Regions from separate parts of the Pelodiscus sinensis genome. Here region 1 is linked to region 2. The links are chromatin contacts, called in public Hi-C maps. All regions are on one chromosome and are shown on one strand. Each heading gives the region's core, a stretch centred on a gene start, on an enhancer-like site or on the middle of the called end of the contact. The rest is flanking DNA. Distances are from core to core; before and after follow the strand shown. Region 1 holds the start of CHLSN (cholesin). Region 2 holds the start of COX19 (cytochrome c oxidase assembly factor COX19).

Region 1 (4,623 bases), core at 1,094-3,593, 340 kb before region 2:
GCATAATGAGCCCCAGGCCAGAGTACTTCATGTGCTGCCTGCCCTGCAAACAGGTAGTGCTGGTTAGCTGGTTCCCAGCTACTGGGAGCTGCAAGATTGTGCTGGGGCAGGGTAGTGCATGAAGCCTCTTCTCTGCCCCACCCCCTCCCAGCTCATGGCAGAGGGGCGTAGGGCCACTCTGAGGGGTGTATGGGGGAAGGGTAGGTCAGGAGCCTGCCCAAGGATCCTGCTGGTCTATGGGCCAGATTCAGCCCATAGGCCATATTTTGCCTGCCCTGCATTACAGCAAGCAGCATAAATTGCACAAATAAATATGTCCAGGCCTGTTAAAGATAACATGGGTGCAGTGAAATGTTAGTGGACCAACTTCTAGTAATGAGGGACAAGCTTTTGAACTACCCAGTGCTGGTCTTCAGTCCTTTTAAGAGCAACTTGCTCTTCTTTGGAAACAGACTCCTCCTTAGACTTGCCAGGCATCTGATTTGACAGGAAGACCTAGTCAAAAAGGAATCCTGGTGGCTCTTATGAGGCCACTAAAAGTCAAATCAGCTGCATAGCTGTCTCCCTGCCTGCTCTGGCTCCATGTGGCCCACGTCTGGCTTGTAGATGCAGAGGTGGCCACAGGGATCTGCATGGTGCTGGGAACTGCAGCTATAGGAGCTGTGGGGTGTCACCTGTGGGAGTGGGCAGTGTGCAGAACCTCCTGACCCTAGGAGCTTAGAAGCTTGATGTGCTGGCTATTTCCAGGAGCTGTCTGAAGTAAGCACTGCTTCGTAGAGCCTGCACACCAAACCCTCTCCTGCATCCCAGCCTCTGTCCTAGGTCAGTGTCCTCTCCCAAAGCCTTCACCCCTCACCCCTTCCCCAGCCAAGTCCCCTCCCCCATGTTAAACCCCTCATCTCCAGGCTCACCCCAGAGTCCACATCCACAGCCAGAGCCCTCAGCCTCTCCTGCATCCTATCTGTCTGAAAGTGAGGGTGGGGAAAGGGAAGAAGTGGGAGGTAGGGCTTGGAAAAAGGAGCAGAGTCTCCAAGATCAGGTGGTACAGGGCAAGGGTGTTCATTTTGTGTGATCCTAAAAGAGAGATACCTAAATCAGCTATTGGCCAGATACAGCTCCCTTGTTTACTTCCCACGCAGTTGCAGATCCCTCCTTCTTCCAGTGATAGCAGGGCTGCTTCAGGATAAGGAGCACTTAGCAGCCTAGGGCAGAGGTACATGTCAGTGGGGGCACAGGAGAGTGTGCACCCTTGTAAGATTGCCAAATGGTTTCAACAAAAATACTGGACACCCTTGACATTACATCACAATCTACATTACGTCTGATTTAGAAAATACCGGACATTTATATTTTCTCATTTATATTTTCTCAATTTGTTTCCCAAACAGAAAGATCAAATACTGGACTCTCCGGTTCAAAACCAGACACCTGGCAACCCTACCCTTGGGCACAGTAACTCTGGCATCTGCTGCATCCACACCAGGAAAAACAATGAGGAATCCTGTGACACCTTAAAGACTAAGGCTGTGTCTAGACTGGCCAGTTTTTCTGGAAAATCAGCCACTTTTACGGAAAAACTTGCGAGCTGTCTACACTGGCCGTTTGAATTTCTGCAAAAGCACTGACTTCGTACTGTAAGAAATCAGTGCTTTTTGCAGAAATACTATGCTGCTCCTGTTCGGGCAAAAGTGCGCAAAAGGGCCAGTGTAGACAGCTGAGATTTGTTTTCCACAAAAAAGTCCTGATCGCAAAAATGGTGATCGGGGCTTTTTTGTGCAAAAGCGCGTCTAGATTGGCCACGGATGCTTTTCCGCAAAAAGTGCTTTTGCGGAAAAGCGTCCATGCTAATCTAGATGCTCTTTTCCGAAAATGCTTTTAACGGAAAACTTTTCCGTTAAAAGCATTTCTGGAAAATCATGCCAGTCTAGACGTAGCCTAATATTTTTATTTGGGCATAAGCTTTGGTGGGCAAAAACTCACTTTGTCAGATGCCTATCCAAGCTTATGCCCAAATAAATGTCAGTTTTAAAGGTGCCACAGGGCTCCTTATTGGTTTTGCAGATCCAGACTAAGCTGTCCCTCTGAGACGTGCCATCCACAGCAGGGCAGCTCTGGCACAGGACGTGGGAGGGGCAGGCCAGGCTGGGCGGAAAGAGCGGGGGAGGGGAAAGGCAGAGCGACCAACGCCTCGGGGAGGAGCTTGGCTGACCCCACGGATGTGGGAAGTGCCAAGTTCCTGAGGCTCCGCCCACTCCGGAAGCTGAGAGACCGGCTCTTGCAACTCAGTGCACAGTGATGACCTCAACACTATGCGCCCCCCCCTTCCCGCGTGCCGCCCAGCCGCCTGGGAGAGGGGCGGGAATAAGACAATTTGGCTTTCTATTGGCCATTGTCGTGATTGACAAAGCGAAATCCAACGAGGCTCCGCCGCTGGGTTTCGGGAGCCAATGAGAGAGAAGGGCGGGCTGCCGCGCCAAGGCAAGGGCAGGTTAAATGCGCTGAGGGGCGGCGGAGGCGGGTCTGAGAAGTGCATGGCGTGGAGGGGGCGGGGTGAGTAGGCGCTCCTGGGGAGGGCGCTTATCTCCAATCCCTTCGGGGCGCGGAAGGGCCCCGAGGAGATGGGGTGAGGCCGCGCTTCCCGCCTGGGGCCCCGGGGAGCGGCCGCTATTGGGGAGTCTGCTCTACTGTCCCCTTGCCTGGGGGGCTCTTCGTAGGGCTCCCCGCGCTCTGAGGGAGCAGCGCAGGTGGCTCCTCGGTGTCCCTGGCTGAGGGCCTAGTGAGGCGAAGGGGGTTGGCAAAGGCTTGGGATGGAGGGTGAGGGGCAAGGCGGGGCCGGATGCTCCCAATGAGAAATTCTGGGCCCGTCCCATTAAGTGCTTGGACTCGGCTCCCACGCGTCCTGGGCCTGGGTGGTTCCGCAGCTCTGCAGGAGGCTCTCTCCGCCTTGACTCCGTGCAAGGCGGGTGCTGTCTCTAGCTCCTCGCCGAGCTCTGCTCCGGCAGTATCCTGATTGCAGAGCTTTCGTGGGCTCTTTGAAACGCAAATGATTCCAGTCTGCCCCGGGGTTGCAATAAGCTGGTTGCCGATCGGGCTCTGGTTAGAGTACTCAGTGAAAGGGGAGGTGAGCAGCATAATTAAAGAGAATGAGACTAGGCGGTAGCACTACAAAACCCCTGAAGGTAATGTAATTGACAAGCACTCATCAGTACTAGTGTATCCTATTACAGTCATAAAAGTTCTTGCCACCTGTGTACTGGAAATAACCAAATGAGTAACCCTTTTGTTGGTATAAACTTCAACAACAAATAGTCTGGTAGCACTTTAAAGATTAACAAAAGTAGGTTTTGCAGCTCAGTGTGAGATGAAATACCGTACAACTGTCAACTTCCTTTCCCGTGTCTGCTCATCATAGGTACTTCATAGGAAACACAGCAGCCTTAGTTGCAAACAAGTGACTAATAAACATGATATAATTAAAATCACTGGTAATTATTGTAATAGCTGACCGTCTGAGGATAGCTGGATATTTTCTATATGCATGCATACCACACTGCTGGCCACAAAATAAAGTTGATATTTTACTGTATTTACAATTCAGTAACTTTTTGAAATGCTGTTTTGTATGCAAATTGGTGCAGAGCTGGTAGAGCCTTTTTCTGGAAATTGTCAGGCTAGGTACTGCCTGGATGGCATGGAGGTATCCAGCAGCAGTATTTTTGTTCACAACCCCTTGAATGTTTCGCATTGATGATGTAGCTAAAAAGCCTCTAGGTTTTAGTTGTCCTAAGCTGCAGTGAAAGCATCATAATATGGTTGTAGCAAAATGTAAGTTATCGTGGAGCAATCTATGAGGACCAGACCATTGTCTGTCTGGCATCAAATTCAGAGCTATATTGGAATCTCTCCCTCCTTTCTTTCCACAGGTTATCCAAAATTAAATTCAAAATAGATGTAATAAAATTTTGTATTTAAACACACTGGCTGCATCTAGACTGGCATGATTTTGCGCAAAAACTTTTAATGGAAAAGTTTTTCCATTAAAAGTATTTCTGCAAAAGAGCGTCTAGATTGGCACAGATTCTTTTATGCAAAAAGTGCTTTTGTGAAAGAAAGCTCCGATGGCCATTTTAGCTATCGGGATTTCTTACGCAAAAAATTAAGGTGCCTGTCTACACTGGCCCTCTTGCGCAAGTGGGCTTATCCCTGAGCAGGAGCGTCAAAGTATTTGTGCAAGAAGCACTGAATTCTTACATTAGAACGTCAGTGCTCTTGCGCAAATTCAAGCGGCCAGTGTAGACAGCTGGCAAGTTTTTGCCAGTCTAGATGCAGCCACTGGCTGCATCTAGATTGGCATGATTTTCCGGAAATGCTTTTAACGGAAAAGTTTTCCATTAAAAGCATTTTTGGAAAAGCGCATCTAGATTGGCAGGACGCTTTTCCGGAAAAGCACTTTTTCCGGAAAAGTGTCCGTGGCTAATCTAGATGTGCTTTTCTGCAAAAAAGCCCCGATCGTCATTTTCGCGATCGGGGCTTTTTTGCAGAAAACACTACTGTGCTGTCTACACTGGCCCTTTTCCGGAACAGATTTCCGAAAGAAGACTTTTGCCCAAATGGGAGCAGCAT
Region 2 (4,559 bases), core at 1,369-3,868:
AGGGAGTTGGACTTGACAATGCTGGCATTCTTAAGTCAAGTGGAATTTTTTTGTAAGTCCAGATTTTGTCAAGGCGTTGGCAAAGTTTGTGCTGAAGCATTGTTGTACCATCTATAAAAACCTCAGCTTGGGTGCTATCTGAGCCTGTTGTCTTGTAATTTTTTTATCTGGATGATGGCATGCCAGACTTCCCCAGAAGATGGGGATCAGCAAGGGGTTCCATTGCTCAGTATTGTGGAATAGACTCAGTGGCATCTTCAGGAACAACAGATTTGTGATTAGTAGTCTCTCAAAGTGCTCCTTCTAGCTTTATTTAATGGCTGCATTGTACTTGAGGAGGATGGCGCCGCCCTGGTAATGTAAGGGGGTTAGGCTTTTGGAACTTAGCTCACATGTAGTTACTTGAAAGAAGCTTCTCATGTCTGATAGTGTGATTGGACGCTGCCTGGGAGAGCACAGAGTGTCCCCCACCTTCACAAGGTAATGTGCCATTGGGGAGGGGATGAGGAGAGTGTGGGAGACCCCAGGCTGGAGATGGAAACAAGTCACACGGGAGGGGAGTCATGTTCTCTCTCCCTGCTGGTGCCCTCTTTATGTCCAATGCCACTAGTTGTCCCTGCCAAGAGAAGCAGTGGCAGATTTAGGGCAGGGCAAGCAGGGCAGCTGCCCCAGGCCCCGCACTTCCCGAGGCCCCGTGTATGCGCCGTGGCGCCACGGCGCATGCGCCATGTCAAAGGAGGGGCCCTGCAAAATATCGCTGCCTGGGGCCCCACGGCGCTGCCCTGGGCCCCGCGGCACTCTCATCCGCCCCTGAACAGAAGCATGAAAACTCCAGATGATGTAGCTCTGAAGCAGTGTAAGCTGTGTGCTTGTGCAGCCACTTAGAAGAGATTCAGATGCCACTCACCTCATTAGCAGAGCATCCACAGCTAGATTTTTTTTTTGTTTCTATTGGTGGTGCACATTGGTATATGCCTCAGTGCACATACAATTATTCCACACATGGATGGAAAAAATCTGCACATAGATGGAAGAGAATAGAGGGAGCATTGCTCTGAAGGTCTTTCACTCACACAAGTCCTCTCCACTACCACAAGGTTGCCGACCAACCAAGGATGGCTCTAGGCACCAGCAAATGAAGCACATGCTTGGGGAGGCATTTCCAGGTAAGCAGCCTTCCCCGGCAATGCCCGGCCCCGCCCCGCCGATTTTAAAGGGCCGCAGGAGCTCGGCCCTGGCTGCGTGTCCCCAGGAGCTGGCTGTGGAGTGCAGCACGGCCAGGCTTCACCCCGTCAGCTCCAGTCCTGCTGTGGCTGCAGCCCCCTTTGCCAGCGAGACTGCTCCCTGCCAGCCACCCGGCTCGCTGCGCCCACCCCACCCTGTGCCCCTCTAGCTCCGCGCCGCCCATTCCCCGCACCACCCCTGCGCCCCACACCCTGCTCCCCGATCCCCCTGCTCTCCCTGTTCCCTGCGACCCTCTGGCTCTGCGCTGCCCATTCTCTGTGCCGCCCCTGAACCCCGGTCCCCGTGCTCCTCTGGCTCTGTGCCCCCTCTTCACTTCACAGCCCTTTTCCCTGTGCCCCTCTGGGTCTGTGCCCCCCATTCCCCGCACTGTCCCTGGTCCCTAATCCCTCTGACCCTCCCCTTCCTCACGTCCCATTCTCTGTGCCTCTCCTGCACCCCGCACCTTGCTCCCCCCAATCACTGTGTCCCTCTGGCTCTGCACCTCCCATTCCCTGTGCCACCCCTGTACCCCCCACATTGTTCCCAGCACCCATTTGGCTCTGTGCACCCCAGTCCCCCTGCTTCCCCTGGTCCCCATGCTCCTCTGGCTCTGTGCCTCCCCTTACCCATGGTGAACCCTGCTCCCCCTGTTCCCCATGCCCCTCCGGCTCTGCGCTGTCCCTCCACCCTGCTCCCCCTGTGAGTCAGGACTGAGGGGTGCTTGTCCATAGGGAGGGGCTGGACAGGACAGGGAAAAGGCTGCTGCGCCCTAGCAGCGTGTGAAAGGGGAGGGGGAGTTTACTGGAAGCGCCTTTGCCTTTATGGAAAAAAATAATTAAAATTTTATTTGCTATTTTTAGGGCTTACATGCCAGGATGAAAACGAAAACAGCAAAACATTGCAAAGTGCAAACGTGTGTAAAACCCAACAAAAAAAGGGGGCGGGGCAAAAAATTGTTTGCTTGGGGCAGCAAAAACCTAGAGCCGCCCCGCGCCCAAGAGAGAGCAGCGCCCTGGGCGCGCAGGGGCTGAGGACGTGGAACTCTCCCCTGTGGCTGCGGCTGGGGAGCACTCAGGGGAGGTCCCAGGGCCCAGGCATGGGTGTGATTCACATGGGCCCGGGGCCTCGCGCCCACTGACCCGGAACGAGGCAGCGCCTCCAGGCCAACGCGCTTCAGCGCAATCGGGTGGCATGGCGTCGTTTCCATGGCAACACAATTCGCAGCGCTCCTCCGTGATGTCATTCTTGGCCCGGCCGAGGGTGACGACATTGCCGGATGACGTCACGGGACAGTGAGGTTTCCGTGGCAACGCCATCTCCTGGGCGACACTGTCCCCTCGCAATGGGTTGGCGTCGTTTCCATGGCGATGCGACTCAAGCTGGGAGGGCGGGGGAAGAGCGAAGTCCCGCGGGGGCGGGCCCAGGCGCCTACGAGAGCGGATGGTTGGGCGGGCTCCCGCTCGATTCGTTCGGTTCTCGTTGCCTGCGGCCTGACTCGACGCTCGGCTGCTCCTCCTGGGCCCAGCCTGCCACAATCACCGTCACCATGTCCACGGCCATGACCTTCGGCACCAAGAGCTTCACGCCGCGGCCGCCGGACAAGGGCGCCTTCCCCCTGGATCACTTCGGTGCGCGGCGGGGTCGGGGCCCGCCCCCCGGGAACGGAGCGAGCCGCCCCCAGCGCCGCGGCCTGGAAAAACCCTGAGCTCCCCCTCCCCCTCGCCCGGAAAACCCCAGCGCAGCTCCGCCCCCCGGCAATCCCCCCCCGCGAAGCTCCGCCCCCCGGCAATCCCCCCCGCGAAGCTCCGCCCCCCGGCAATCCCCCCCCCCCCGCGAAACTCCGCCCCCCGGCAATCCCCCCGCGAAGCTCCGCCCCCGGCAATCCCCCCGCGAAGCTCCGCCCCCCGGCAATCCCCCCCTCGAAGCTCCGCCCCCAGCAAGCCCCCCCCTCCACCGGGGTCCCCCTGCAGCGCAGCCCCTGAGGTGCCATAAGCACTGGAGACCCTTGGCCTGCCCCGTCCAGTGGGGGGGGGGCTACTAATTAGGGATGCGAAGTCCTCCCCATCACTGACTCCTGTCCCTCCCCCCCGGCTTGCTGCCTCTATGGGAGGGGGAAGTGACTAGTCAAGTAGTGACTTGACTGCCTGATAAACATGCTTATCAACTAGTCGATTAGTCACATCCCTAGTGTCAGTGCCCTGCGAGGGGGGGCTGGGAGGCCTGGATGGCTCCTCCCCAGCCAGATGGGACCATTGACTGCTCCTTCTGTGAGTGGAGGGATGAGCCTGGTTTCACACACACCCCACACACAACTCCACACACACATTTTCCATGTCCCTGCCCATTTAGATCCTCTGCTCCATGCATCCTGTGTAGCATGGAGGCAGCCCCAAAGCCTCTCCCCAGACTCCGTATTCAGGGGTCTGTACTGCCAGTACCTACTGCTGGCGATGGGCCTAATCTGGTAGCAAGCACAATGCTCAGCTCTGCTGACATTGCACATTTGTATTACTGGCCATTCCTCTTAAAGCCCCAGAGTCAAGTGGTCATGAGAATGTCCGCTTTCAGCAGAAAACAAATTTGCCAGCCTTCCTGGTTGCAGAGTAAAGCTTGAAAGTGGGGCACTCAAAAGAGCTGCAAACACCAGAAGGCAAATAGAATCCCAAACATGTTTGCCTTAAAAACTGCAAGATTTTCAGTCATGCTTACAGTGCTGATTCATGGTTCTTGATTGCTTAGGGTCACTTGTAATACTCTACAGGATCATGCACGGACTTTCCTATAGTTTCCCATACACACAACTTCTCCTGTCTCTTATTGCTAGAACATCACTCAACCTTTTTTATTGTTTTAAAATTTGTTTTTTGTTCTAGGTGAATGTAAAGGATTTAAAGAGAAATTCATGAAGTGTCTGAGAGAGAATAGCTTTGAGAATGCTTTGTGCAGACAGGAATCAAAGGAATATTTAGAATGCAGAATGGAGAGGCAAGTAAATCTCGTACAAGCATTTAAGCAGATTAGTTTTCATTGCAGACTCACATGTGTGTATCATTGCCAGAGAATGTTCTTTGAGTGTGTGACTGCATTTGCCTGTGAGATTGCAAATGTCTGATTTTCTTGGGTTTTTTTTCTTGCTATTTCCACAAGAAACCAAGCTGACCTTTCAATGCTAGTTTAGTGACCACACTCACTTTGGCCATCAATAGGCATCAGATGTGAATTCACGCAGGCATTCGCCTGGAACCTTTCTTGATTTATGGAAGTATGAAAAGCACATATCCCCTTTAAAAACGGACACCCTTTTCCACTTGAAGAATTCTTAACAGTTTTAGCTC

What was found. Hi-C and Micro-C count contacts between places; a contact is called where the count stands out from the background.
Region 1: a contact with region 2 is called in a Hi-C map of liver, with 5 times the contacts expected there. The contact joins the promoter of CHLSN here to the promoter of COX19 in region 2. A contact is called at or near these places in 3 of 5 Hi-C or Micro-C datasets (blood, liver and an unstated tissue).

Annotation. Positions count from the first base shown.
Region 1 is chr16:26,873,380-26,878,002 of ASM4963464v1, reverse strand. It overlaps CHLSN (cholesin), which reads left to right and starts at 2,343. Exons shown (of 5, transcript XM_025178724.2): 1 at 2,343-2,478.
Region 2 is chr16:26,531,089-26,535,647 of ASM4963464v1, reverse strand. COX19 (cytochrome c oxidase assembly factor COX19) reads left to right here and starts at 2,618. Exons shown (of 3, transcript XM_075899556.1): 1 at 2,618-2,852; 2 at 4,098-4,209. The coding sequence starts at 2,771.